2 separate regions of the Mus musculus genome follow, and region 1 is linked to region 2. Evidence: chromatin contacts called from public Hi-C data. All regions are on one chromosome and are shown on one strand. Each heading gives the region's core, a stretch centred on a gene start, on an enhancer-like site or on the middle of the called end of the contact. The rest is flanking DNA. Distances are from core to core; before and after follow the strand shown.

Region 1 (5,750 bases), core at 235-2,734, 1.2 Mb after region 2:
CAGGCCGCGAGCAGTGCGAACTTGCCCAGGAGGTCGGGCGAAGGAGACTAGCCCCGGGGACCGACAGGAGAGGGCCGTGCTCGCCAGGGCGCGCAGCTCGCGGACGCGCTGAGCGGGCGGCGCCGGGAAGGGAGCAGGGGAAGGGCGAGGAGGAGGGTGGGAAAGGACCAGGGCGACAGAAGGTTTCCCCTCCGCTCTTTACCTGGCGTTGGTGCAGTCATTGTAGAGGGTCTCGAAGTCCTTCCTGGAGATGAGTTTGCAGCGGTTCACTCCGGGCTGGATGGCCCCCAGTCCCCTCAGGATGCGAACCTGTTCCACATTGCACACCACCGGCGTGATCTCCAACCGCTTCAGCTTGGTGTAGACGGTGTGCAAGCCCCCCACCAAGTGCTTCAGGAACAGGTCGAAAGCCTGGGGCAGGCAGATCAGCTCGCAGCCCTCCACCGTAAAGGAAGCCACTTTGGCCCCTCTCAGATCCACCATTTTGCACTCATTATTCTGGGGGGTGTTTTCCACTGGGGACGGGGTTGAGTACACGGGTTTCCCAGGGAGGGGGCCGCAGCTGCTGCTGCTACTGCTGCTGCTGCTGCTACTGCTGCTGCTGCTGCTACTGCTGCTGCTGCTGCTGCTACTGCTGCTGCTGCCGGTGCTCGCGGTGATGGGGGTGCTGGAGGCGCCGCCGCCGCCAGCGCTAACGCCGCCGCCGCTGCTCCCGGCCGCCAGGCTGGGGTTGCAGTTGCTCCCGCCGCCGCCTCCGTTGCCGCCGCTGCCACCGCCGCCTCCGCTGCCGCCGCCGCCGCCACCAGGAGAGGTGACTGTGGCCGCGGCTGAAGAAGAAGCAGAAGAGGCAATGGGCTCCGGCCGGAACAGAGTTGGCCCAGACGACGCCGGGGGTCCGATGGATGGAGCCGGAGACGAGGTCGCCGAGGAGGTGGAGGTGGTGGTGCCCGAGGAGGAAGCAGAAGTAGAGATCGGGGGTTGAGGGGGGACCAGCTGGGTCGGAGGGATCAAAGCCGCCGGCACTGCCATGGTCACATATAAGGGGAAACAGAAGGAGGAGAAGCGAGGGGGAAAAGTTGCCACACACCCCCCAAAGGGGAAGGGGGAGAAAGGGGGACAAGGATCGAGGTGGGGGGGGGGGCAGAGACAACAAGCACTCTAGGAAGGAACCTTAGTTGGAGAGAGGGAGAGAAGAGGAGAAAAAGGAGGTGAGGTTAAGAAAGAGCGAGCGCAGGAGGGGCGAGCGCGAGAGGCGCTCGAGAGAGAAACGCACAAAAGTGTCCCGCAAGTCGAAATGCGAGTCCTCTCTCGGGGCTGGGATCGCGGGCTGCTCTTGGGGGGGGAGAGGCGGGGGTGGGGCGGGGAGGGTCGGCTGGTGGTGTGTGGGTCCCGCTCTAGCACAAAGTTAAGGATGAAGGTGAAAAGGAGGAGGGTTGAGGGACTTGGGTTCTCCCTGGCAAGTACATTGATCAAAGATTGAGAGGGGAATGACAGAGAGAAAATGAGCTGAAAGTGCAGGCTGCCGGCTGGACGAGTTGTTGTTGTCACACGGTGCGGAGGGGAGGAGCTCCGGATACTTGAAATACCCTTTGAAGCCGCGAAAACCTCACTCACTAGTATTAACCCAAATTATCCAACCAGGAACTCGGAGCACAGACTCCAAGAGCGCGAGACCGAGGAAAGGGGGTGGGTAGAAAACGGGAGTGGGGGGGGAGGGTACGGAGGAAAAGGGTGGGAGGAAAGCCCTAGAAAAGCCGGGGCCCAAGAGTGGTGCTCAGAGAGAGGGAGAGAAAGCTGGTCATCTACTTCTCTCGCGCTGCTACCGTTACATCCCCTGCCACCTCCTCTGTGGCTTTGAAGGAGAAGACTCTTAGCTCCCACCCACCCACCCACCCCAAAAAGGTTCTGAGCAAACGCCTCATGACTGAAAGAGCGGCGGTGCCGCTGCCAGCTCACCTTCAAGGATTTAGGTTCACACACACACACACACACACACACACACACGCGCGCGCGGGGCATTTGTGCAAGCAGTTACAAAAGGAAACATCCCCAGCTCATGACTGTTGGGCAATTATTATTATTATTATTATTATTATTATTATTATTATTATTATTATTATTATTATTATAGGAAAATTCACATGTAAGCAGTGTGGACTATTTTGTGTATCTGACGGGTTTTTTTTCTATATCAAAAATGTTTATATAAAGATAAAGAAGAGTTTTCAAGCTGCGGGAAGAAAGTCACTTAAGAATAATGGGTGCTCCTGATCCTAGTAGACAGGGATACAGTGGATTAAAACAACTTCCCTTTCACCTCCAGAGATTGGTCAGGGATGACTTCTTTATCTAGAAATTTCTAAAGAGATCAGCTGTCCTTGAAGATTAGAAAGTAGAATACAAAAACACACTGATGTTTCTTACCCAAAACTCTAATTAATTCACCTGGTCTTGCACAGTAATCAACTCTCATTTCTCCTTCAGTACCCGAGGAGAGTCGAAAGTGTGTTATTTAAGTCACACAATAATTATTGGGTTCCTTTCATATTTGGAAAGTCCTGCTATGTTTTGGGAACTTCGTTTTTGCTTTCTCAGTGAGAATGTGTTTGTAAAGAATGAAATAGAAACTAAGCCTCCTGGTTGACTTGTAAACACAGAAGGCAGAAGGGAATAGTGGTTTGGGGCTGCATGAGGGGAGTAAGACACTCATTTTCTCCTCCTGTCTTCTCTAACTTGTTGCACAGCGATGTTTTTTCCGGGATGTTTGACCAGCATAGAATTTGAGCATAGGTCCTGTGTGTTTGTTGCTTATATCTCTAGGAATCTGGAGTAGTTAGGCATTGAACCTGTCTACACATGTCTAAAGATTTCATAAGATGTGAGGAGGCAGCATATGACAGATTTAAGAAATAAACTATTATAACAGGCTTGTTGATTTGAGAAATGTTAGGATGTTATTTTTGCCATTTAGGTATTGAAATTATCACTTTTGTCTTTATCTTTTTAAATCCACTGAACTCTGAAGTTTATTGTCTAAGTATATAGGAATCCGTTAAAGTGAAATATGACACTATTGTCTTATTACTCTTTTATGCTAAACTTTGAGGCACAATACTTGCATTGGAAGGCTTTCTTACAGTGTAAGAATTTTTTAAAAATTGAATAAAAGTATATAAACTTCTACAAAGATAGATGAAGCTTTCACAGCTGTTTGCCCCAGTGTGTTATAATGAGGTGAGGTTTAATAATTTTTGAATCATCAAACCTATTCTTAACTAAAAGCATAGATTCAGTATATACCACAAATATCAAAATATATTTTAGAAATATTGCCAATTTTTAAAATGTCAAATTGCTGCATTTGTGAAATACAACACTGTGGAAAGTGCTAAACTCTAAAAGAAAAAAAAACTAATTTATTTGTGAATGCCATTCCTAACTTCAATAAAATCTAGTGTGCTTTTTAAATGGTAAATTATGGAATGTTTCAATTATTGGTACCACAAATAGAAACGGCCAGTTATAAGTGGGCAAAGCCTGACCTTACCATTCTCATTCTTATGTTTCCTTAAACTATCACTCATCCAAAATCTGCCACACTCTGAAGAAGCAACAAACAGGAAGAGAAGCAGTGATGCATAGCTATAATTCCACCCTGCTTCCAGCCAACTTCAAATGTTCTGCAGGGAAACAAGGGCTCCATGCACGGGCTTCACTTAGAAGCAAAGCCCCTGTACCTATATGTGACTCCTCCCCTCCCCCCACCTCAGGTTTCTGAACCTTTTGAAGGAACCACCACTTGTTCCTTCCAAACAATAGGGTTTGTAAAGTCAAAGGTTGCAAAATAAAATGTACCGGAAAGAGAACGCCTGGAAAAGCATACTGCTTTTATCTCTTTCTTTCCTATTCTTGGAGAAATTCTTTCCTGCGATGAAGAAGTCAAACCGTGTTTAACACAGCACATAGATCAACTTAAGAAAGATTTCAAATTCCCCATTGAATCTTTCGCATGGAAAGCTTTTGTCCTGTTTATTGTTTTACAGGTCTTGGTTTTTAAGATGCTCTCCATCCATCTACTCTTTCCTAACCTTCATTCAATTTGAATAAGCAAAACTCAAAGTACTGTAACTGATATTAGAAAATTCTCCCTATGTTTTGTGGAGACGTATTGTGCTGAAATCAATAAGACTGTTTAAAATTCAAAGACCTGCAAATCGTTCTGTTTGTCCTTTGATAGGGCCTATGCTGATTAAAATGCTACCAAGAAAGCTTAATTGCTGCACTAATTAAGAAGTCTTTAATTTCTTTCTTAGGATATCGTTTGAAGCTTAGCTTGTACAGTTCAGGGAAGGTATTTTCTTCCCTCCTTCTGCCCTCTTCTGGCCCCTCCCCTCCCCTCCCCCTCCTCTCCCCATTTGAGGAGCCCGATTAGAATGGGAACTCATAAAAAGAATGGTCTCATCATTTATTACTTAACAAAAATCGGCACAGGATACAGACTTCAGCTCAGTATAAAATGCAGTTTGGAGAAGAGCTGCAAGCTTTGCAGGAGACAGTGAGAAAATACAAAGTAGCTGTTGCAGCTAAAGACCTGGTGATTACCTGAATGGTAGCAGGCACTTTAGTGGGCGATGAGAGCATCCTATTTGGTTAAAAGGCTCAGTGGCAAATGGGGACACATAAAAACATGCTTCCACAACCTGTGGTTTCAAAGGGGAAGAATAAATGTGTAAAAAGATGGATTTGTAGTTGGGATTTGGTAAGTATCATTTTATTTGAGTATAAAAAGATGCATTCTGTGGGGATTTGTTTTTGACCCTTTTAATAACTCAGGGAGGCACAGAACTGTACTACATCTCGTCCGTTCTTATCTATTGGCATGTTGCATTCAGTGATTTCTCAAGTGGGGAAACTGACTAAATGATTTCACAAAGCTTTCTCTGTAATCAATAGTCATTTTTTAGGTTTATTCATGCTGCATTATAATTCTGGTAAATGACTGCAAAGAAGAAGATTGTAAGAAAGATACAAATATTGACAGATCTAAGATAAGTCAGGTCTTCATTCCTCAGAGTTTCAATATAGCAACTGGTATAGTGTTTTTCTTTAAAAAAATAAAAATAAAAAAAAACTTAATTCTTTTTAGCAACATAAGAAAACATAGAGTAACAGTGCAATGTGTATATGAATACATTCTTTTAATATCTCACAATGTTCTGAAAGCTTTTGAGTATGTTGTTTTTTTATGGTATTTCTAAATGAAACAGGAGCAATTTAGGCATATATGAAAAGAGATACACTAAAGCTTCATTATAATTTTATTCTTTAATTTTCTACAAACTCCACTAGGAGCATATATGTTAGAAATTACAACTGTATGCTATAGATCTATACTAAATTCCTTACACTGACAGGACAAGGAAAAAACATGCTTAATAGATTCAAAGGCAGATTTACCATTCAGAGCACGACGTCACTCTAATTATGTTTACCCTAATTGAAAGCAAGGTTTTTTTGGAATCTGAAATTACTTTCAGATTTTTTTTTAAATAATGCAAGTGGATCAAATGTTGATCACAAGCATTTCAATCTTTCAAAATGTATTGGAAAATTAAATGAAAAGTAGAGTTTGGTACAAACAATGCCCCAGGGCAAAAAACAACTAACACTAGATTTTCCAGTCCAGCCATAACACAAATCAATTTGAGCACACTTCTATGGCCAGACTGCCAGATTGTTATGACTGCTAA
Region 2 (5,864 bases), core at 1,433-3,932:
ATCACTGAGATTTTAAATTATGTCTTCTTCACTCCCAGGCATCTACGGAGATAATTCGGGTGAAAAATAAACTAGATTGACAACATTTTAAAAAACAGAACAAAATTTTAAATTACTACTTCTGTTTCTTTACTAATTTTTGGTAAATATAAACTTTATAATTCCATGATTACATATTTTAATAGCTTTAGACTAGTCCTTTTCCAATGAGAATATAGGCTGTATACATATATACATAATGGGTTTGCAAAAGTGCTCATGAAAATTAGGTAACAGTTAGTATATTTTCATGTCATCTTAAAGATAAAATTTAATTTATCTACCTAATTTATAACATTTATATTATATATAATATATAACAAAGTATCACATTTAATAGCCTACCATAATAATGAACTAAATTTTGATAGCAATTTATTATTGAATATGAGCTCTATGAAGACTTAGGTTATTGTCATTTTGTCTAACATGCATGTCCTCAGGACATAGAAGAATGTCTGTCTTATATTAAGGTCTAGTACATGTTATCTAATAAATATTGTATAATAAAATGTAAAGAACATTATAGTATATTTTTATATTTATATGATTTCAACCTATTTGAATGTAATATTTTTACCCTATATTAGCATACCTTCTACCATTCTTAGTCATGTATTCATATATTACATTCTTTAATATTTGTAAAAGAATATCAAAATTTATAAAATTATCTATATCTTTTGCTTTAATATTTAAATAACTACAAGAAAAATAATAAAACTAGTTAGCAAAAAAAATTTAAATGATCTTTTTGTGCCTTTTGCCTCAAAACACCTTCATTTGTGCCACTATTTTATAGGCCTATGACACATCAATATGCTTGCTTAGACTAACCAATACCAAATGCACAATATATTACTTGAAATGTATTGAGTAGGAAATCCAGTAGTAAAATTTGCATAAACTATGCAGAAACAGTTCTCTTCAGGTAAATGATTGTTATAACTTCCGCCATCACCATATACATTCAAAGACAAGAACCATATTACTCAACCGATTTAAACAGTAGAAAGGAATTTTATGACTTCTCATAGGCATACATTATTTCATTGTAACTGTCAATAATGCGGATATTTATAGGTCAATGAATTATAAAATGTCCCAGTATCTATAAACTAATGCCTTAAGTCAGAAAGGCAGAAAGTGATATGCAAACAGGATAGCCATAGATGTGCACATGAGATAAATTGTAGCTTGGAGATCCAGAACATAGTGCATAGGTTTAATCGAGTCTTTTTTTTTCTAGAGAGAAATGAGGGCAGGCAGTGTGGTAAAAATGCCCATCTGTGTTTCAGAAATTTCAGAAATAGTTTTTTTCTTAAAGAAATCAATGTGAAAACCTTAAATTTTCTTTCAATGTACCACTCAAATAGAGTTTAAACATGTTGTTCCCGTTGTTAAATGACAATTCTCATGTCAGTGTGTGTGGTATGCTGCATGTACACAGGCAACATTATGTCAAACACCCTTAATTATGTTATTACCTTTTCCTGATGGTGTATAATGTCATATCCAAGAACTAATTTTGTGAACTGTTTAATATTGTAAGCTTGCAATTTTGTATTCTATTTTGTGTTAAATATATTTCCCTCTCACTGTGTATCCTGACATCACACTAAATTACACACTTTACTTTTAAGGATTATTAATGATTCTTCCTGCTAAATGATACCATGCTGACAAAACTATATTAATTTACATTTTACATGTGATATTTTAGAATCTAAAAATCAGAAGCAGACTTGTCATAGCATATATTATAAATATATTTTCTCATCTGATTACATATTATAAAAAATAAATATATCAAGTTTTTTTACACCAATAGAACCAGGTAATGCTATTCGATAACCAGGGAATATTTGTTTCAGAAATATTTAATATGATTTAATATTAAATGTCATTCATGTCCAAACATAAAGTTCTATAAGATATGAAAAACAAACCAAGTCTACAGTTAAAATTCCCAAGTTACAGAGAGAAAGGTAGATTTGTGAAAAAAAAAAAACTAACTTTCTACACAGCTAGTACAGGAAAAAAATCCTGTGTCCCAGTGAAACAGCACACCATCCCAGTCTTCTTCAATCTTATCACCTATATCAGGTCAAATGGCCTGTATGCTAAGTCTGTGTTCAATTTGCATTAACTAATACAAAACTGGAAGTTCATAAAATTAGCAAAGTCAGTTTAGATGTGCAATTCCAAACACTTCAAATTTGATTTTTCTTAGAAATTTGATTATGTATCATAAATTGTATCTAAATGATGAAAACATACTCTTGTGTGATATTAACTTGGAGATGATAGCTATTTGTTTATATTTTATATTGCTATCAAAACATTATATATATATATATATATACATATATCAAGTTATCAAACACTAATATCAAAAGAGTAAAAGTATCTATTTCTGGTTTCAATTTTACTTCCTCTGAATGTCTGTTATAATTTACTAGAAGTACAAACCACTTTCCCATTTTAAAACTATATGAACTTTTTTGTTCTCCTTTCAAATTCTGCATGTATCTAAGAAAAAATAGATATTGAAACAGAATTTTACTTTTGTGAGTGCTTGATAAGAATGTGGTTTTCAACAACCTTGTGAAACGCTCATACAGTTAGGAAGAACTTTGACAAAAGCCACATAGCACACGTTTCAGTCTTTCATTGCTGTATCATGCAAAGAACAAAACCCTGCTCCCGTGCTATCAGTTAATAAAACATTTCCTGAACTATTTAACTTCCGTACAAATTTAAACCATTTTTATGTTTTTATCATTTTTCTGTTAACAGTCAAATTCCAAAGGGAAACACTATTTACGTGTGTGTTTGCTTTTATTAAAAGCTGTTTGATTTTAAAAGGCGTTGCATGAGCAAAGGTGTTTGTTCAACTCTAGCCGATATATGTTATTACGGGCTTACTCTGAGTAAACTGCCATCTTGTTTGCTTAGAAAAAAATAAAATGGTAGAGTTAATTGAATGAAAACAGCATAGAAAGAATAACAACAGTCCCTTTCTTTATTTGAAATATGTCAACACAGAGATATGAATTTGAAAGTACAATATGTAAAATGTAGCAAAGATTAAAAAGTCTGGGAGATAACTTTTGTTTAAAATGTGGTCATTTACATGCAAGAAATCTATTTTTTTGGTTAAATATATATGATTCTTCAGAAGTTTATTGACTTAACATCCATGAAAGCAGTTAAATCACTGCATTATTGTTGATACTTTAATATATTTTGTTTTCATTGATTAACTATATTCATACATAACTTATATCATTGTCGTCACAAAACCCCTTATATTTCAGAAAATCTGTATTTCCCAACACTTTGTAGAGAAAGTATCTTAATGCTAATACCATTTAAAATTATTTCAAATCAACTTATCAATTATCGATAAAAATTTAAAACAAGCAGCAGAATTTCAAATTTGAGTAACAGTTGAAATCAGGTTAATTTTGATAAAAATAATTTGCAATATATGTATAGATGAAGTTTGAAGATACTCGTTGTCAACATTCTCACAGTATCTCAATTTGTACAGTACCCTACACAAATTCTTTTCCATCACACTTTTGAAGGCAACTTTCATCACTAAAATCATTTATTACAATGTAGAGCAAAACTGTTTTTAAAACAAACATTTGAAGAAATGATAATTAATATTAGAAAATCAATATTGAACTTTAATTACCTTCTTTAAGTTTTCTTAATGCTAAAGTCAACCAAGTAAAGTGTGCTATACTGGCATCATGGGAACGAGAGCTTATTTATGGACATCTATTTAGTTTTGTAACCTATGTGAATAAATATTGTTCCCATTTTTTTTCTTATCGTTCTTTTTAGTGACTCTTAAAATAATGGATCTTATTTAGGCTAGTGTTTGAGTCTGTGAGTGCAGAGTAGAGTTCAAATACTCTTCTCCTCTGTTTCCTCGCCTTGAACTGATTTAGATTTCTTTGACAATTTTATTTGGACTTTGCTAATTAGATAAACTTTTAAAAGTTTCCTCAAGAGATAAAATTAAAAATACATGAGTAAAATTTTCCAAACGACAATGTTTGTGTTATTTCTTCTCATTAGTTTCCTTAAGATCAAGGCAAGCTATAAGCAATCCATGAAACTTGAAGCATTTAAATTTACTTACCCCACTGCAGAGTTAGGACCTTAGGGTTATTGGTCTAATGTTCCATAAATCTGAATGTTTCGTGGGTTGTCTTAGCAACAAGTGCATCACTCTTCTGGAGAATTCTCTAGTCCGTGTCATAAGAGCTGTGCTTTATCCCAATATGCATTTCTACTGAAAAACAAATAACCCATTTTATGGAAGGCTAATGACAGGTCTTTCCTTAATGTTTATGATAATGAGGAGGAATTCTTAGTGTGTTTTTAATACATTCTTTTCAATAGAAGTAAGGTTCCTGATCAACTTTCTTATGATAACTTTAGAATTTCATAACAACATGCGATTGAAAACAAAATCAAATCATCAAAAATGCATTTGTGCACTACTTTCTGTATACAAATCTCCCCCTGAAAACTTTCTAATATTACTTTAAGTAAATATATTTTAAAAACATTCTTGTGAGAAATTTTGTTAAATTATGTTAACCGAGGAGAGTGGCACATGTTACTACTATTTCTCATCTCCTAAAGGCATTTGTAGAATCTCATTCTGAGGAAAAGTTGTTCTGGTCACTGCTATCCCAGATGAAAATGTCCCCAGGCCTTTGAACTGTTTGTAAACCACTGCAGAGAGGAAAATATTATTAGGGGACACAAAATGGCTAGGTGGTTGTCCAGAAAGAGAGTGTTCAATATTCACTTAAATGTGAAAATCTGAGCAGCAATCAGCTCAGTACATTTATTGGGTAATTATTATTTTCTTTACTTCCCAGATGAGATAACTAAGATGCTATGAGAGGAAGGAACCTTTCCAAAGTTGGTGGGGAAATAGCTTGGGACGAATATGAATATACAGTGGTGAGAAAGAACAAACTCTGTGGTCCAGAGCAACATACTTGCAAGGTGAACTTTAATTATAAAAATTATTTAAATCAGTGAACTTTAGTTACTGATTAAATAATAACCTTTGGGGTTGGGGATTTAGCTCAGTGGTAGAACGCTTGCCTAGCAAGCACAAGGCCCTGGGTTCGGTCCTCAGCTCTGGGGGAAAAAAAAGTTAATAATAACCTTTTATTTTTGTAATCTCATGCTATAAACAACCTATAGAAGTGAATTTTACATTTTATTAAGAGAAATCTGAGGAATAGGGAAATTTAGAACTAGTTTCAAGTCTGTTTATCATAAGGATTTGAAGCAGACCTTGTCAAATATTTTGTAATTTTATAAGTATGTTCTATTGTCATAAAATTGAATAATGAGTAGGGTGTTGATTAACTATAGGCAGAGGCATGTATCTGAGGTAATCTATACACACATAGTTCTTGAGCAACAATGGCTACATCATTATATATCATCTGGATTTTGAGGTAGCTGAAGGTAAAATATAAATAATAATATCTGGTAAACTGCATTTTTCTGTATATATTTTAAAGACTAATCTCTTTTGTGAATTCTGTTACATAAGTATATGGATGAAGTATATGGTGTGGAATATAGGCATAGAGTATATGGCATAGAGTATATGAAATAATAAAAAGCATATAAACAAAATGATTGAAAAATTGAAGTTGTACTTTTAGTATGTACTTATGATATCCCCAATGATTAAGATGTAGCCTTCATGATTTCCAGTTTTCAGTGCACAGAGTAGACAACAGTCCATACTGGGAGATGGAATATGGTTAATT

Evidence for each region. Hi-C and Micro-C count contacts between places; a contact is called where the count stands out from the background.
Region 1: a Hi-C map of erythroid progenitors shows a contact between it and region 2, with 5 times the contacts expected there. The contact joins the promoter of Dach1 here to the enhancer-like site in region 2. A contact is called at or near these places in 3 of 39 promoter capture datasets (the HPC-7 cell line and hippocampal neurons), 2 of 484 Hi-C or Micro-C datasets (the AML12 cell line and erythroid progenitors) and 5 of 115 datasets of contacts at active chromatin or transcription factors (embryonic forebrain, embryonic hindbrain, embryonic limb bud and 2 more).

What each region holds. Positions count from the first base shown.
Region 1 is chr14:98,168,281-98,174,030 of GRCm38.p6, forward strand. Dach1 (dachshund family transcription factor 1) reads right to left here and starts at 1,485. Exons shown (of 12, transcript NM_007826.3): 1 at 203-1,485. The coding sequence starts at 1,029. It overlaps Gm33583 (a long non-coding RNA gene), which reads left to right and starts at 1,624. Exons shown (of 2, transcript XR_003951195.1): 1 at 1,624-1,686.
Region 2 is chr14:96,988,044-96,993,907 of GRCm38.p6, forward strand. No RefSeq gene overlaps it. Among named protein-coding and RNA genes, the nearest start is that of Gm33525, 62 kb to the right of the region's middle. Within about 2 kb of position 2,683, at least 18 of the 459 cell types and tissues checked have an H3K27ac peak or open chromatin away from gene starts, as enhancers often do. A contact at or near this core is called in the HPC-7 cell line and erythroid progenitors, where this site is marked.